Linked DNA regions of Rattus norvegicus: region 1 is linked to region 2. The links are chromatin contacts, called in public Hi-C maps. All regions are on one chromosome and are shown on one strand. The core of a region is the stretch at or near the end of the contact, and the rest is flanking DNA. Distances in the headings are between cores, read along the strand shown. Region 1 overlaps Cfap70 (cilia and flagella associated protein 70). Region 2 holds the start of Ppp3cb (protein phosphatase 3 catalytic subunit beta).

Region 1 (3,421 bases), core at 122-2,621, 150 kb before region 2:
GACTCAGGCATGTGGACACTGTAAGGACACCCGGAGCGCTCTCTCGAGAAGGCCGTCCCCATTTGGGGTCGCACTAACTCTTGAGTCAGTTTTTCTCTCTCCTCCCCAACTCGCATTTAACTAAACCGTGTGCTACTCTGTGTTTCTACTTAATAAACTCCCTAACTCTGCTTCATCCTGACTTCCTCCTGAATTCTTCTCTGCAGTGCAGTCATGGATGTAGTTTTACCCAAAGCCTCTGGTAAGTCTCCGTAAGTGGCTATGACCGTGTGGGAGGATTAGGGGAGGATCGAGGCCGGGAGCTCTTCAGGTCGCTGTAGGTGGCAGCGTTGAGCTATTTTCTCTGTAGCCATTGCCAGGTCCTGGACCACAGACTGGGGCCTTCTCTCTCCCTTACCTCTTTCTCTTCCAGGTAGATGTGTCCCAGGCGCAGGAAGATGAAGTGCATCTCAGAAGCATCTACCACAAAGCTAACAGTTCTCTCGTAGCACTCTTTGGCCTCGGCATGGTTTCCACTCAGGAAGTAGAGATGGCCCTTCACACCCCAGACGTTGGGGTTCTGAGGAAGCACACGAAGAGCACACAGTGAGGTGACATTTAAGTCCTTAATGAATTTTGTTAAACATTTAAATTTAGATGCATACATTTTTTTCTCTCTTTCCCTAAGAGCGCGCATACAGAAAGAAGCATTTTAACACATGGGTGGGTCTGTTCCTGGGAATACTCTCATTCTTGTATTCCTCAAAAGCCGTTTTGTGTTCGGGGTGCATATTAAGACACACACTCAGCTATAATCACTATGATGCTATCAGGAGCAAAGAAAAGTCTAGAACTTGAAATAACGAGCAACCCTGCTAAATGACTGCCTGTGTATTCTTTACCTCGTGTAGGACTCAGGGTTATTTACTTTTTAAAAACCGACACACACGTAAATATTACCCACGCATGCCGGAAGTCTCCTTCTGCGTGGCGCCACTACTCTATCAGTTTTCAGAGTATCACCATGCTGACTGTGTTAACTTCAGGCTCTTGGGCCCACCCTCCCAAGCGGCTGAGACTCAGGCTTCTGTGTCCCACTGTCATCTCCATTCTAGCAAAGACCGTACACCCCTCCTCCTCCCACTCGGAGGCTTTCTTTAGGAACTCAGTACCAGGTAGTCCATCTGTGCTGCCTGCTGCAGGTACTCCTCTGTCTTGGCGAAGTCCTTCTTGAGAAGGTGTGTCTGGGCCAGAACCAGATAATACTCACAACTAGGTCCTCCTTGAGGGCACAGAAGCTCATGTGCCAGCACTCGGTGCACGAACTGCAAGGAAACCCAGTGACTCAGAACATAACAGTGACTGCACTGTGTCAGCTGAACAGCTTTTAGGGTGGAGTGAGTGTGGCTCTGACGGTAAACAGTGAGGGACTGGAGGGCAGGGCGATCATCTGCAGTGGTACAGGGACAGGGGAAGCCACCAGCATTCCCGCTGCAGTGCTACACGGGGCAGGCCTGTGGCTGTGAGACCAAGGTTCAGACGGCACTTATGAGGAGGAGCAGGCAGCAGCACTTCGTGACCCTCCCTGCTTGCACTTGAAGTAGCATTTCCAGACAGTTGACATCGGAAGGAAACTCATAATGACAAAACCTGCCTCTTTAACGTGCTAAGACTTGGGACTTCACAAGCATACACTGGTGCTATTGCCATAGCACTAAATATTTATGTTCACCAAAGCATTTGGGGCTCTTTATCCCCAACCCTTCAAAGGACCTGCAAGTCTGGTGCAGTCAGATGTGCCTGGGACCCTCCCCAGCTTCTGCTGTCCATTCTAGCCCTAGCCTGTGATACGGAAGCCTTATGCCCACCTTCCCAGGAAACCACCCTGGCAAGATGCACTTTTTCTCTCTACGTGACTCCTGGCACTGACTCCGGGAGGTGCATTTATTCACTGCTGGGAAGGGTTCATTTCTAATGTGATTCAATCCCACCCAGATCATAATTCTTGAGATTGCATGCCCTCGGTGAGGTACAAGTTTACAAGATCAGAGTCAACTCCACCAGGTCCCCCTCCCTCCCATCACTTGCTCATGGTAACTCCTCAGGTGGTCATGTGACTATTGGATGGCCTTCTTTTCTGGGAAGAAGACTGACACCCAGATGCTCTGCCTGTGACAATGTGTGTCAGTATATTTGGAACCAGTAATATTCTCTAGTACAATTCAAAACAATTCTCTTACATTTATTTGTGTTTGTATGTGTATGTATGTTTGTAGGGATGGGGGGGGAGCAGGGGCACACCGATACCACATTGCACATGCTGAGTTAAAAGAGTAACTTATCACTACCCAAAGACCACACACGGAGAGAACCATGGCTCCAGCTGCATATGTAGAGGATGGCCCTGTTGGGCACTAACAGGAGGAGAAGCCCTTGGTCCTGCCAAGACTCAACCCCTCAGTGTAGGGGAATGTCAGGGCAGGGAGGGAGGAAGAGGTGGGGAAACATCCTCATAGAAGCAGGGGGAGGGGAGATGGAATAGGGGGCTTATGGCCCAGGAAACTGGGAAAGGGAATAACATTTGAAATGTAAATAAAAGATATCCAAAAAAAAAAACAAGGGCTGGAGAGATGGCTCAGTGGTAAGAGCACTGACTGCTCTTCCAGAGGCCCTGAGTTCAAATCCCAGCAACCACATGGTGGCTCACAACCATCTGTAATGAGATCCGATGCCCTCTTCTGGTGTGTCTGAAGATAGCTACAGTGTACTCATATATAATAAATAAATCTAAAAAAAAACCAAAAAAAACAAAAAAACAAAACCCCAAAAACAAAAAACGTATACAAGAGTTAGTTCTCTTCTTCCACCATAGGGGTTCCAGGATCAAACTCAAATCATGAGACTTGGTTGGCAAGCCCTTTACTAAGCCATCTTGCCAGACCTATAGCCTAGTTTTATGATTAAAATCATTTACTATTTTAGCCCTTTCTCACATGGCATTGTATATCTGTTTTCAGTTGGTCAGGACGTTGTAGGGAAGGGGGTTTGATCACATGATCACAGGCTCAGGACATTGCAGGGAAAGGGGTTTGATCACATGATCACATGCACAGGACTTTGCAGGGAAAGGGGTTTGATCACATGATCACAGGCTTATGAATCCCACCACTCATAACACCTTAAAAGAAAAGGTCCAGGAGCTGGCATGATGGCTCCGTGGGTAAGGGTACTTGCTGCCAAACCAAATGACCTGTGTTTGATCCACAGAACCACATGGTGGGAGGAGAAGACGGACTTAGGCAAGTTGTCCTTGGACCTCACATGTGTGTGTCTCCTCATAAATATGTAAATGTAAAAATATTCTAAACTAGAAAGAAGTCAGACTACAGTCAAACTTAGAGTCTGACTTTGTTATGTTGGTCTTCTGCAGGGAGCAAACTTC
Region 2 (3,710 bases), core at 1,010-3,509:
TGCGCTCAATACTACTAGCAATTTCCCAACAATCTGAGGAAGTAGTGTATATGTAAAGCTAGAAAAATATCCTGAACTTATGAAATCTGAGATTTATTTATGTGTTACTGTTTATGTGTATCTTTTTAGACAGGGTGCATTATATAGCTCTGGCTACCCTGAAACTTGCTGTGTGGACCAGACTGGCCTCAAAATTAACAGCAATCTTTCTGCCTCTGCCTCTGCCTCTGCCTCCAGAGTGGTGGGATTAAAGGCATGTGCCACTGCAGTATCAGGATTTCTAAGACATTCCACATGGAAATGAAAGTTGTCACCATGAAGAAGATACAAATAAAATACAGCAGGCATTAGCCATAAGCTTTATAACTGAAATTTCCCAAACAAGCTCCTTTCCTCCTAAGAAAATGGTTTTCATTTCAAAACAATAAACTGTAAATGGACATGTATTAGACTTACAACTCACCCCTAAGGAATATCTGCCTTATGCTTGGAAACTCATTTTTCCTTCATTAAAGCACTATGGGAAAAAGACTGCCACATAAATGACAAGGAACAAGATTCACATAAGGACAACATAAATACATGATTCAGGACTGTGACTAGTTCCCTCAGCTATTATTCTGATGAGAAGTATCCAGAGAAATAAGCATACAGGAAATACAGTTAAGAAAATAAAGAGGAGGCCATTGCCTGTTTCAACCCCCACCTACAAAACTACAGGTATTGATAGGATCAGCGACTGATTTTGTCTCTTTCTTAAGGCAAAAGAAAAAAAAAAAAATCCCAGAAAAAGAAGCTCAAAAACTCTTTAGTTCATTCTAACGCCTAACCCAACCACATAAGCCTAGGTTTGAATATATTTGGTCATGCTTTAAGAACCAAAAAGTGCAGACTGAAAACAGAAAACACATAGGTGGGCAGTGAGTGGTGGTGCACACCTTTAATCTGAGCTCTCAAGTGGCAGAGGCAGGCAAATCTCCTCTAAGTTTCAGGCCAACCTGGTCTACAGGTTCCGTTCCAGGACACAGAGTATCTCGGGAAAACTACCACGAAACACACACACACACACACACACACACACACACACACACACACACACGCTCGAGAAAAGGGTTTCTTGTTTTAAATATTTTAATGGCAAACCACAGTCACAGTTCAAAACAAAACTAACAGTATTTAAACAATGTGCCAGTCTGTACTTGACACTGTATTTGAAAATTAAAATAACTTTAAAGAAAAATAATTTCAGTTCTTACTAATATCCACAGTATTAGTGTAGTAGATGTGGTAGCTCTCTTTGAGAGCTTGGACTTTTAAAGAACTCTCAACTGCCTCTCAATTTATCTTAAATAAATCTGTTTATCTGTACACAAACGTCCATTATCTCCTCCCTCCTTGGCACAGAAGAATTTCACTTTTTTTCTAAAGAGTATAACGCGTGTTTAGAGACGATACGTAAAACCCTTTCTGTTACGTGCTGACGGTTTTTAAAATAACTACCACTTCCTATACATGCGACTTTTCTGGGGGGGGGGGGGGAGGAGTTGTCCTCTCTGCAATACTGCCCTGCAGCTACGTCTGGGTTCCTAAGTCACGCCTGGATCCTTCACTCTTGTCCAGTCCCATATGGTTTTCCCCAATTTCCGCGCCGGGTGGCACCTGAGGACCGAGCGCAAACACCCTGCTGTTGGCGCTCGCAAGGCGCTGTCACCCGGGAGCAGGCGTGGGCCAGAACCCGGACGAGTCCGCCGGCGTGAAGCTAAGGGAATCCGGGGCCCCACGGTGCGCCCCGGCCAGCCGGAGTGCAGCTGTCGATGAGCCGGAAGCTCAACACGGGCACTGCGCCGGTAACAGGCAATGCAGGAAAGAAAGGGGCTCGCTGCGGCGGACCGCCCTAACCCCGCGTTAGCGACACCCCGCACAGAACCCCCGCCCGGGCCTGCAGGGCGAGCGGGAGACGGCCGAGCAGCCAACGCCTGGGCCCGGCCCAGCGGGGACCCGCCCAGGGGCCACTCCCCAAGGGAGGCAGCCAGTCACTCGCCCGCCCCGCCGGGCCGGCTCCGGAGGGGACGGACTCCCGCCCGCCTTCACACCGCGCCTCACGCCAGGCCCCCAGGGCTTCGGGTACCTCTCACCTTTGACGACGCGGTCGGCCCCGAGGGGGGGCGGCGGGGGCGGGGGAGGGGGCGGCGCGGCCCGGGCCGGCTCCGGGGCGGCCATGCTGGGCCCGGGGCTCGGCTAGGTGCCGGGCCGGGCGGGGTTGGGGGCGGGGGCGGCGGCTACCAGAGCCGAGCGGCGGCGCCGCCGGGGAACATGGCGGACCCTCTTTCCCTTCAGAGGGGCTAAGACCGTCATGCACCGCGCGTGCGGGGGCGGGGGCGGGACAGGCTCCAGGGACTTGAGCAAAATTACCGAAGCTACTACAGAAACGGGAGCAGTCCAAGGGACCAGGTGAAAATTCCTGACATGCAGAAAGACAAGCCAGTAAAGAGAAGGGTGCAGACTAGACTTAGGGACTGTTGATGAGTGCAAGGTAAAAAGAACATTTTTCTGGCCTCTTTGGAGCCCAGGGAAATGAAGAGATGTAATGTGACCTCAGAATTTCCCACTATTAGACAAATATATGACAATTTATCTACAAAATCTGAGTAGGGACAAAAATGAAAGAAGCATTGGAAAATGTAAAGAGTAGCATTATTGGTGCGAGAGATGGCTCAGTGGTTAAGAGCACTGTCTGCCCTTCCAGAGGTCCTGAGTTCAAATCCCAGCAACCACATGGTGGCTCACAACCATCTGTAATGAGATCTGGTGCCCTCTTCTGGTGTGTCTGAAAACAGCTATAGTATGCTCATATATAATAAATAAATAAACTTTAAAAAAAAAAGGAAGAGTGCTATTATCATTTAAAATGGAATTTGTCCTTTACTGCCAGACCTCAGGAGGCAGAGGTAGCCACTCAGGGCAACAAAGTGAGACTGTCTCAACAAACGGGAGGGGGGCATAGAGGGTTGCATAGAATTCCAACCCTTGGTTTGGGTTTGGAAGAGTCCAAAGGCACATAAATTCAGCTGACAAAGTCTAAGCACCATGATTTAAGAACCAAAAGGAGTCAAGGGAAGTAGGGAATGACATCAAGAGATATTCAGAAACCTGTTAAGATTCACCTGGAAAGGCTATGGGCTTTCTTAATTCATTGGGCAAATACATTTGAAGTTAGAGAGATGGTCCAATGGATAAAGGTGCTTGCAGCCAAGGTGGGTGACCTAAATTCCTTGGGATGAATCCACTTGGTGGAAGGAGTCAATGGAAAGAAGGAATAGATTCCTTCAAGTCTGACCTCTGCTAAAACGTTGAGTAAGTAAGTAAGTAAGTAAGTAAGTTAAATGTAATAGAAAAGTTGGAAAGCGGACACTAAGTAGGTAGAAAACTGAAGTTAGTTCCTTATCTGTATATACACAGAATTTGGGTGTGGGCAACTTACATATCCAGGTCGGCTAGCGTCCATAAGGCCAAGAAACAAGAAGAGATTGTTCCATCAATAACTATCGGTTACTCTAAGATGGCTCAGGCTGTAAAGGCACCAAACCCAATTATGGAACCACAGGGCACACACGGTAGAAAAAGAGAGCTGACTGCTACAATGTACTCTGGCCTTCATGCGTCTGTCTCATATATATGCAGCCACTGCAATTCTTATAAAAGGTTAGAGG

The links. A called contact is a pair of places that touch in the nucleus more often than the background predicts.
Region 1: a contact with region 2 is called in a Hi-C map of Schwann cells, with 2.3 times the contacts expected there. The contact joins the enhancer-like site here to the promoter of Ppp3cb in region 2.

Annotation. Positions count from the first base shown.
Region 1 is chr15:3,954,406-3,957,826 of GRCr8, reverse strand. It overlaps Cfap70 (cilia and flagella associated protein 70), which reads right to left. Exons shown (of 29, transcript NM_001108370.2): 24 at 1,152-1,304; 25 at 398-559. Among named protein-coding and RNA genes, the nearest start is that of Mrps16, 12 kb to the left of the region's middle. Within about 2 kb of position 1,371, at least 2 of the 93 cell types and tissues checked have an H3K27ac peak or open chromatin away from gene starts, as enhancers often do. A contact at or near this core is called in Schwann cells, where this site is marked.
Region 2 is chr15:3,807,811-3,811,520 of GRCr8, reverse strand. It overlaps Ppp3cb (protein phosphatase 3 catalytic subunit beta), which reads right to left and starts at 2,259. Exons shown (of 14, transcript NM_017042.2): 1 at 2,136-2,259. The coding sequence starts at 2,220. LOC103693236 (a long non-coding RNA gene) reads left to right here. Exons shown (of 2, transcript XR_005493820.2): 1 at 1-2,124.